Regions from separate parts of the Ovis aries genome. Here region 2 is linked to region 1. Evidence: chromatin contacts called from public Hi-C data. All regions are on one chromosome and are shown on one strand. Each heading gives the region's core, a stretch centred on a gene start, on an enhancer-like site or on the middle of the called end of the contact. The rest is flanking DNA. Distances are from core to core; before and after follow the strand shown. Region 1 has its middle 62 kb from the start of NHS. Region 2 holds the start of NHS (NHS actin remodeling regulator).

Region 1 (4,619 bases), core at 805-3,304:
CTACCCACTTGTCCTTGTTGTATCATTAGGAACCAAGTCTCTTATTAAAGGGCGGTGATCTGCTCCCAGAGCTGGGCCTTGGCTAAGGATCCAGCTGTGGGTGCCTCTTCTTGCAACAGTTCAGTGCTGCTGTTTGGCATATGAATTCTTCCCTGAAGATTTGATTTAAGGTAAGAAAAATCTGAGTTTCCCAGAAAGTGCCATTGTTTGTTATACTATTTTAATGTATTCCCACAAGCGGCTTCCCTGAAAGGCTTCTGCATACTCACATTCAGCGTGTTATTTATCACCTCAGTGCCCTTGCTCTCCATCTTTCCATGGGGACTTGATGGGTTTAACCAATCTTTGTTCTCTGTTCTTCTGGGTCTTCTACGGTGCTGACTTGCTAGCAGCTATGGGTACCATTACGGTGCTACTTGATGCCCCCAGCCTTTGGCTTCAAAGGCCTGGCCTACATCTGCCCATGAGTCCCAGGACCACATCTACAATGTTCTAAGAAAACCCTACCCCTGCTACAGACTAGAGTTTCTCAAAGGACAATGTGAATTGGAACCTCCCAGTGAGTTTGTTAAGGGTGCAGATTTCCTGAGTCCATACTCCTGATGTTCCAGATCAAAATCTCTGAGGGTCAGGCCCTATGGTGTGCTTTTTAAACTAAAGCCTATCTGGATGATTCTCATTCAGGCTAACATGAAGAATTGCTGCCCTAGATGTTGGCAAAAGAATCACTGTATACACCATCATTCATCTGTCCTGGATATTCACAGAGAACTAAGCAGACTCACACCTTGATCAGCGGCCCATGTACTGTTTTGCCTTTTCCCATTAGCTATAAGCTTGGGGAGGGGAGGGATTCTACCGGGTTTTATTTTCATTGCATTGCCAGGGCTCAGCACAATACATGGCACATAGTAGGTGCTCAGGGAGCAACTGTTGAATGAAACCAAAGGGAATGAACGTTTCATTCTCCCTTCCACTGCCCTCATCCTTGAAATGTGGAGAGAGGTTGTGGTGTAAGTGAAAGGAGAGGCATTGGAAGCAGGGAGAGTGCTGAAATGCACAGGAATGCGCCCCTTGTGGCAGAGGCGGAGCTCTGAAGAAAGCTGCGCTTGCAGCCAGCTCCCTCATAAGTGAGAGGTTCTGTAGCTGCAGAGTTATTAGGCCATTCTCTCTAACTATGACAGATGGGGCAGCTAGCATCTGAAGAGACAGGGACATCAGTATGAATTTCTCCCTTCACGCAGACCTCAAAGTCTATGAAGTTTTGGGAATGAGGGAAGAGCAAGAAACGGTAAAGTCTAGTAGTATTGCGTCTCTACACAGGAACTCATTAATGAGGGCCTCAAGGGCTCTTAATAAGATTGACTGTGACAAGTACCTCAGGTAGCTAATATGTGGAGTTGCTGTGAATCAGACAGCCTAGTTTCATATTCAGATTTGTACTAGCTTACTTTCTCTTTACTCAGTTTCTCTATTGGCAAATGGGGATAATTTAAATATATAATCCCTGTGCTATTTAAGATAATGCTAACTACCATAACGGACACCTTCCCATACTTCAGTGGCTTTACACAACTGAAGTTTATTAATTGATTGTGTGAAGTCCAGATGGATATGATATTTTCATATGGTGGGTGGCTCTCCTCCATGTGGTGATTCAGGAACCCAGGTTCTTTCCATATTGTGGCTCCGCATCCCCTAAGGTGTTGATACCCTTTGCTGGAGCCTGTGCATCCATTCAGTTGACAAAGGAAGAAGAAGCAAGAAGGCACACCAGCTTCTAATCTGCTTTGGCATGAAAGTGACACATGCCACTTTCTTCTCACATTTCATTGGGGTGAACTAGTCACATGACCAATCTAGGAGCAAAGGAGCGTGGGAAATGTTGTCTAATTGTGTAGTCAAGAAGAAAATGGCTTGTATTACAAGTCATCACAAAAGCATAGTGGTTGAAAACCACCATCCTTTATTTAGTTCATAATTCTGTGGGGCAGCAATGTGTCCTGGGATCCGCTAGGCAGGTCTGCTGATTTCAGTCAGGCTTGCCTGCTCAGCTGACTCATATGCATGAGGTCAGCAGCTGTGTTGGCTCGGGGCTAGTTGGGCTAGGATGACTCTAGCTGGGAAAGCATGGCTTTGCTTCATTTGTCCCTCACTCTCCAGTAGACCAAGCCAGGTCTGTTTACACAGCAGCTGGGCTGAGTCCCAAGAGCAGCAGCAGAAGGCTGCACCATCTCTCAGGTCCCAGGCTCAGAACTCACACAGTATAGTTTCTGTCATGTTATATTAGCCAATACCTGGAATCCAAAAGTTGAGATACAGAAGCTTTGCTAGTTTTGTGACCTGTCACCAAAAGGAAATACATTTGGTTAAACAGGTTGTTTGTTAACATGCTTAACAGAATACCTGACATCATAGGAAGTGTCCAGGAAACATCTATCATCATTATGAATATCATTTGTTGAATACCTACTAGGGGGCAGACTCTGTACTGTACTAGGCAATTCACATGCATTGTCTTATCACCACAACTCTCCCACTTTATAGATGAGAGGACTGAGGCTCAAAGAGACGAAAAAAGCTATTGAAGATCATTCACCTAGTTAGTGGTGGTGCCCAAGCCTATTCTCCGTACTGCCTTGGGTCTTAGCTTTCCATCCCAAATGTTGAAGGAGAAACTAAGCTTGCATCTGGGATGCTATTAAACCTTTAGGAAAGTCTAAGAGATGATATGGAAAGAAAGACCCTGGCCAGATGACTTGAAATATGAGAGGCAGTTTGGGCAGATGACCCTCAAGTTGATCATGGCTCATCTCAAGGACAAAGCAGTGATGATTGTTGTCATTCACCTGCTGTTGTCTGCTGTCTGGTTCTTTCCCCTGTCAACCAAGGTTGGGATATTCCTTCCTGACCAATAGAAACCATGTTAGTGTTTGAAGAATGAAGTCTGAGGGAACTGGGTAGGGGAGAGAGAGAAATTCAGCCTCAGAATAGAAAGTTCCAGAACAGAAGAGGAGTTTGAAATGCCCTTGGCTAGATGTTCCTGTTCTCTTTTGGGAATGAAGACAATGATAAAATAGCACTTCACTGATTCTAGAGACAAAGTTTGGTGAGAGTACGACTTAACATCAGACGTTTTTCAGTAACCTCACGGACTCCCAGGAGTCTGCAGCCCAAACTCTGGGAACCAGTAGTCTAGTTCAGAAAAGTGGATAGGTTTCATTTTGAGAGTCAATTCTGTTAATTTGGTAGTGGTCACTGGAAGGGCTGTGTTGCGAGGGACTCAGAGAACACGTCTAGATGTTGCAGGGAAGATCGTGCTGACTGATGATTGATGCATCTCGCTGGCCTGGACAGAGCTGTTGGTATCACGTGTGCTGTTTTTGCCATCTGCGATCCACTTACATCCTCATGAAAGGAAACTGGAGCCCAGAAAGGTGATGTGATTTTCTCCATCTTACATAGTCCCTTAATAGCAGAAGCAGGTTTCTATCCTTTGTCTCTCAACTAGTGCCTCAGGCATGGTAAATTTTTTTAGTTTTCTTTCCACATTTGCCCATTTTTTGTCCTGGAAGCCTGCTTCCATGTCAGATACGGTATAGTTTGCTTCCTTCATTTATGAAAACAAAACTAAACAAATCTTTTTTTGAGAATTTGCCTGCTGAATTCAATTGTCTGTTGAGACGAGGGTTTCAGTTCTGGTCTACCTCCACATCTGTTCTCTTTTTCAAACACATTTGTGCCCAAGCACGAGATGTTTGAAATCAGAGGGCTAGTTTATTGTTGACCTGAAATCTGGTGCAATTCAAGATGACCTAGTGAACGCATTCCACCTCCTGTTCTCTTCTTAAGCCTCCAAGGTCTCTCACTCCCTTTCTATTTTCATACTTTTCCAGCATCTGAGATTAATTAATTTCTACTTACTCATCTGCTCACCCACACACAACCCCATGAAACTCCTGGGTCCCCTAAAACCTCATTTCACCAGAGCTAGAAGGGCCTTAGGCTTCACCTGGGCTATTTTCTGAGAAGACCAACACTCAGAGAAGAGCTGGACATTTTCAGGGTGGCAAAGTTGAAAGCGAGTTTCCCAGAATCCAGCAGGCCACATTGCCAACTTGCTGAGTGGCCTCCTCCCACTAATGGCTTGTTCTGTGAACTCTTTTTTTTTTTCCTTATTTATTTTTGGCTATGCTGGGTCTTTGTTGCCGCACAAGCTTTTCTCTAGTTGTGGCTAGCAAGGGCCGCTCTCTAGTTGCAGTGTGTGGGCTTCTCATTGCAGTGGCTTCTCTTTTTTATTTTATTTTATTATTATTAATTTTTTTGCAGTGGCTTCTCTTGTTGCTGAGCACAGGCTGTAATGCAGGAGATTCAGTAGCTGCGGCTCGAGGGCTCAGTGATTATGGTGCCTGAGCTTAGGTGCTCCTCCTTGGCATGTGGGATCTTACCAGATCAGGGATTGAACTCATGTGTCCTGCATTGGCAGGCAGATTCTTTACTACTGAGTCACCAGGGAAGCTGAGTTCTTTTGTTTAGTTCTCATTTTGTCTCCACTTACAGGAATATTCCATCTGCTTCCACCCCATCTCCCTCCTCCTGTAGCTATGTGAGCCTGGGGA
Region 2 (5,238 bases), core at 378-2,877, 63 kb after region 1:
CCATTGCAAGGCCCCCTAACTGGATGCTTTTACATACCCTCATTATTCTTTCTGCCTCAGTGTTTAGGGAGGAGCGGGTGGCTTGGCTACCTAGAAGAACTCATGTTCAGAATTGTGAACATATTTAAAAAGTCAAGCTGAATTTGAAAACAGCCAGCTCTAAGCTGTTTAGATTTGTGAGATAAAACACACACACACACACACACATACACACACACACACACAAACTCCCAAAAGATGCTTTTCCAGAATATTCTTTTTTCACTTTTTATTTGGAAACAAACTCAAAGTTTCAGGAAATGTACCATGAATCCCAATATGCCGTTTATCTAGACTCACTATTTTGCACATATTGTCCTGTTTTCTTTTTTTCCTTCTTTGTTCATATACATTATCACCATCATTCTTCTTGTTGCTACTGAACCACTTCCATGTGTACCTTGAAGACATCATGTTCTTTTACCCCCACATCCTCAGCCTGGATCTTTTATGAACAAGGACACTCTCTCGACAAAAATGTTATTTTTTGAGGTAGGAGAGGGATGTCTGTTGAAGCCTTTTAATTGAAGTGTGAGCCCATCCAGAGTGCCCAGTGTGGGGCCTTATGCAGGCTGCTGCTAAAGGCAGGGAGAGTGGAGACGAGACCGCACCACAGGTCTGGAGGGCTTTATTGTTGCCATAAAACATATTTTTTCCATGTTCTCTTTAGACACATGAAATGAAGTCTGCATTCCCAAGATCTGGCTTGTGGCTTTAAAATAAAAAAAAAATATTTTTACAGTATTTTTTGGAGAGATGAAGGCATGCATTTTATTAACATTTCTCAAACTCCTTTTTAGCTTTCAGGCTGACAGCATCCAGCCTTAGACTGGTGCAATACTGTACATGCCTTTTTAGAAATTACACCTTTCAGTTAACCAGAGGGGGAAACTTTATTTTCTTCTATGAATCATCAGCTCTGTGATGGAGAGCTTTAACATCCCTGTGTGTGATCAACAGAGTAGGGTGACAGGGAGGTAATCTGGTTTATCCCACCTGATGTGTCAATGAGTTCCACAAGCAGTTTTCTGGGGTTTTGCTCATGGGTTGTTTGGGTCTCATTCATGATGTTCTATAGAGTCCTGGTCCAGCCCAGCAGCAGACGAATACCCAGGAAGGGGTATAAGCCAGCACCTTTGCCAGTCTGGCCACACCAGGATGCACTCTGAGGGGCAGCCCAGTTTTCCCTGCTAGGAACGCAAAGGACGTGCTCAGAGCTGGAATTTGGCGAAGCAACTTGCTCCAACACGTCAAAGCTGCTGCGTCCCCAATACCCCACCCTTCTTCTTCTGCGCTTACACCCCCAACCCCAACTTGAGGACTCCCCGCCCCCACCACGCTGACAGTCTCAATCCTAACCCCACCTAAGCGAGGAAGTATCTTTGCATCAGAACAAGTCTGGAGAGGTGAGGCCACCAGTGACTCCCAGCGGCCGCACAGGGCGCTGCGCCCCCTCGCCCCGGCCTCTCCCCGCTCCCCTCCCCTGCCCTGCGTCCGCCCCGCCGCCCCCGCGCCGCCTCCTGCGCCTGGGCTGGAGGCAGATTCCTCTCTCCGGGTTTTCAAAGCGCCTTTCCGAAACCACCTCCCCGCCCAGAGAGGGCGAGAGATCCCGGGCGCAATTGCTCCCCGGGGCGGCCGACGGGCGCGCGGGGAGAGGCCTGTGCCGGGGTACTTTCAAATTGAGGCGCGCGCACACACTCACACCCACCCACCCACCCAGACACACGCGCGTGCGCGTGCTCGCGCGCGCATACACACACACACACACACACACACACACATACACACACGCCCATTTATATAGGCGGTGGCGGCGGTAGCGGCCGGGGCGGCGGCGGCGGCGGCGGCGAGCGCAGGAATGATGGAGCTGAGCCAGCCGACCCGGGTTGGAAGCAAGTGAGGAGAGCCTAGGCGCGCCCCGGGATTTCTGCGCCCCGTGCTTGTCATCCTACTCAGGGAACGGTGCACGGGCCGGCTGGACTGATTTGCTAGCGGGAGGGCGGGGAAGAGGAGGAAGCCAGGTGAGCGAGGAGCCCCCTGCGTATCTGGACTGCCCGAACGCACCTTCGCCGGACTCCAGCCGCCTCTCCACCCAGGTGGGCGCGTCCGCTTCCCCACTCGCCAGGGGCGCTTTGAGGAGACCAGAAAGTCGCGGCCCGGCTGCGCGGGATGCCTTTCGCCAAGCGGATCGTGGAGCCGCAGTGGCTGTGCCGGCAGCGACGCCCGGCGCCTGACCCGGCAGAGGACTCGATCGGAGGCAGCGCAGAACCGCCGCCGCCGCCGCCGCCCCTGCAGCTGCCCGGCCGACGGGACGAGGCCGTGGCGCCGGGGCCAGAGGATCCTCCCCGCGCACCCCCCGCGCCTCCCGGGCCGCCGCTGCCCGCGCCAACCGACCAGGCGCCGCCACCGCACGGAGAGGCGCCCGCGGCGGGTGAGGAGAGCGTGGCAGGGGTCCTAGAGGCGGCGTCCGTGGCTGGCGAGGCGTCCTCAGCGGCAGCCACCGCGGTGTTGCTCATGCTGGACCTGTGCGCGGTCAGCAACGCGGCGCTGGCCCGCGTCCTCCGGCAGCTCTCGGACGTGGCCCGGCACGCGTGCAGTCTCTTCCAGGAGCTCGAGAGCGACATCCAGCTCACCCACCGTCGCGTCTGGGCGCTGCAGGGCAAGCTCGGCGGCGTGCAGCGCGTGCTCGGCACGCTGGACCCCAAGCAGGAGGCAGTGCGTGAGTACCCGCGCGGTCCGCCCGCCTAGCGCTCGCTCTGGCGCCGCACCCTCGCGCCCTCCGCGGTCGCCGCAATCTCAGCCCCGTGGCGCCGCGCCTGCTGCAGTTTACACCTTACTCTTGCTTCCTCATCCCTCCCCTCCCCTGGGACTCACCCCAGTCCTCCCGGAGTTCGGGTGAGGGATGCAGACGCCAGGGGAGAAAGTTAAAGGGGGCGTTCTCTGACCTCAAAGGCAGCGGTGGACTGAGAGGGAGCATTTATGGGGACAGAGGAGGCAGAGGGGTCTGTCATTGACTTCTGGGGCTCGATTTCTCCGTCCCTCCCCAGGAGGCAGAGGGTTGGTGCTACTTCTGTGGTTTCCAGTAGCCTGTCCTGAGCCCTTGTGTAGTCTTCCCACCCCCATCCAAGTGCGTGCTTGGGGCGGGGGGGCTCGAGAACTGGCCTTTTTAGGGCTTCTGCTACGCCGTGGCAGTTTGGGCCCTCTTGTGACCTCAGGGGCTGCACTGAGCTCCGGACTTGTGCCCTGTGCTGGTGTGTGCCATAGCGCGGCGCCGCACGCCTCCCAGAGTGAACTCCGAAGCACTCTGCTCCAGCCTTGTGGCCTGGGAGGGGCGTGGAGGGAGAAGTGTCCCGGACCCTGGGGAGGTCGGGGAGACCTTTGGGCATCTCTCCTGGCCTGACCACAACAGGCTTCCTACTGAATGACTATGCCATCTGCCCTCCAAGAATCTTGGAGGTGTTCCGCGCCCCCCTCCCACCCCCCACCCCAACGTGTACTATCATTCAATTTCACCCGCGTGTGCAAGACCCCTGAGCACCTTTGCTGCCTGTTAACTTCACTCTTACGACATCCCAGGGCTCCCAATAAATGTAATTCTTGCGCTCAGGAGGGTCCCCTGGCGCACTGTTGGCCAAATCAGGAGGTGTCAGAGTCATTTAGAACCGAGCGGACGGTGGGCGGGGGCCCTAGGCTAGCATGCTGGTCCTTTGGCGCCTAGTTCAGCGGCTGCGACGCTCACAGCGAAGGTGATGTCAGCGCCTCCGACTTACATAAGAAGCTTCCCCGGTTGCTGCAGCAGCTGCGCCGGTGCGCGGTGGCCGCTGAGCGCGCGGGGCGGGGGCGCTCTCGGCATTCTTCCCCGGGGACTTCCGGGCACCTCTGCCCTGCAAACTGGCCCAGCCTTCTAACCAACCTTTCCCGCTCGAGCACTGCCCTCCTTCCCCAAAATAAAATAAAGTAAAACCCCTTTGAACCCTGGCCCGGGAATTCGCTGCTTTCTGCAATAACAATAATAATAAGCGTAATGAATAAATGATGTGCGCGATCGGTTTTCGCAGCTATAAAAGACCCGGAGTTGGGTTAATGACTGGTTGTTTAAAGGGCAATTCCGGGGATGAGTTCTGGAAAGAATTAGGACTGCCGTGGGCCAAGTCGTATTTTACTTTTGGGACTTGAAATGAGCGCTTTAATCCTACCTCCTTTTTTACCCCAAACCACACAGCAGGGACAGGCCCTTCACTTTCAACAGCGCTGATATCTAGGGAGTGCGGTCGGGGGAGTGGTGATTTTACTTCAAAAGGAGTGGAGGGAAGTTTTGCAGACTGTTGAGTGGTGCATACATTCCCGTGTGTGTGTGTGTGTGTGTGTGTGTGTGTGTGTGTGTGTGTGTGTGTGTGTGTGTGTGTGTGTGATGCACACTGCCCCTTAAATGAGATTTCTCATAAGTGAAACTCAACACTGGAGAGAATGAGTTTTCTCCCTTTTTTCTTTAGAGGCAGAGCGGGGGTAGTTATGTACTCAGAATTTAATACAATCCTTTACACTGTTTGGTGTACAGACTAATGGTTAATGAAAAAAAAGGGGATTTTTTGGTGTGTGCTTACAAGTGATGAACATATGATGAACATATACTCTGTTTAGGCGGTTCCCTGGTGGCCTGGATGGTAAAGAATTTGCCCACAATGCGGGAGACCCGGGTTCAGTCCCTGGGTTGGGAAGATCCCCTGGAGAAGGGCATGGCAACCCACTCCAGTATTCTTGCCTGGAGAATCCCATGAACAGAGGAGCCAGGTGGGCTACAGTCCATGGGGTCGCAAAGAGTCGGACATGACTGCCTACTTTCACTTTTCACTTTCTTTCATACTGTTTATGAGTATTTATACATGAATAAATAAAGATGGGGCTCATATAATAAAAGGGACAGACTTAAAATCTCCTATTATTTTTATATTTTTCTAAAACATGATCTCCATGCTTTGTACCCATACCCCTCCCTTCTCTTGTCCACATACATTTAAGATGACATTGTTCCTGTTTGATGTCATAAAGGCATTACCTTTGGGAGGAAAAGCATAGTATTGTGTCTTAATTTGGATTTCTCGGTGTGCAGAGGTGGAGAAACGGATTTCCTTGCAAGGAGTTTCTTTGAGAGGGGATCCCATGAAGCACGGGGAAGGAGTGGGGGAGTGGGCAACTGGG

What was found. Hi-C and Micro-C count contacts between places; a contact is called where the count stands out from the background.
Region 2: a Hi-C map of skin fibroblasts shows a contact between it and region 1, with 1.9 times the contacts expected there. The contact joins the promoter of NHS here to the enhancer-like site in region 1. A contact is called at or near these places in 4 of 16 Hi-C or Micro-C datasets (hypothalamus, liver, skin fibroblasts and 1 more).

The regions. Positions count from the first base shown.
Region 1 is chrX:15,558,892-15,563,510 of ARS-UI_Ramb_v3.0, forward strand. It overlaps the pseudogene LOC101102624. Among named protein-coding and RNA genes, the nearest start is that of NHS, 62 kb to the right of the region's middle. Within about 2 kb of position 2,055, at least 1 of the 54 cell types and tissues checked has an H3K27ac peak or open chromatin away from gene starts, as enhancers often do.
Region 2 is chrX:15,621,990-15,627,227 of ARS-UI_Ramb_v3.0, forward strand. NHS (NHS actin remodeling regulator) reads left to right here and starts at 1,628. Exons shown (of 9, transcript XM_042242434.2): 1 at 1,628-2,758. The coding sequence starts at 2,209.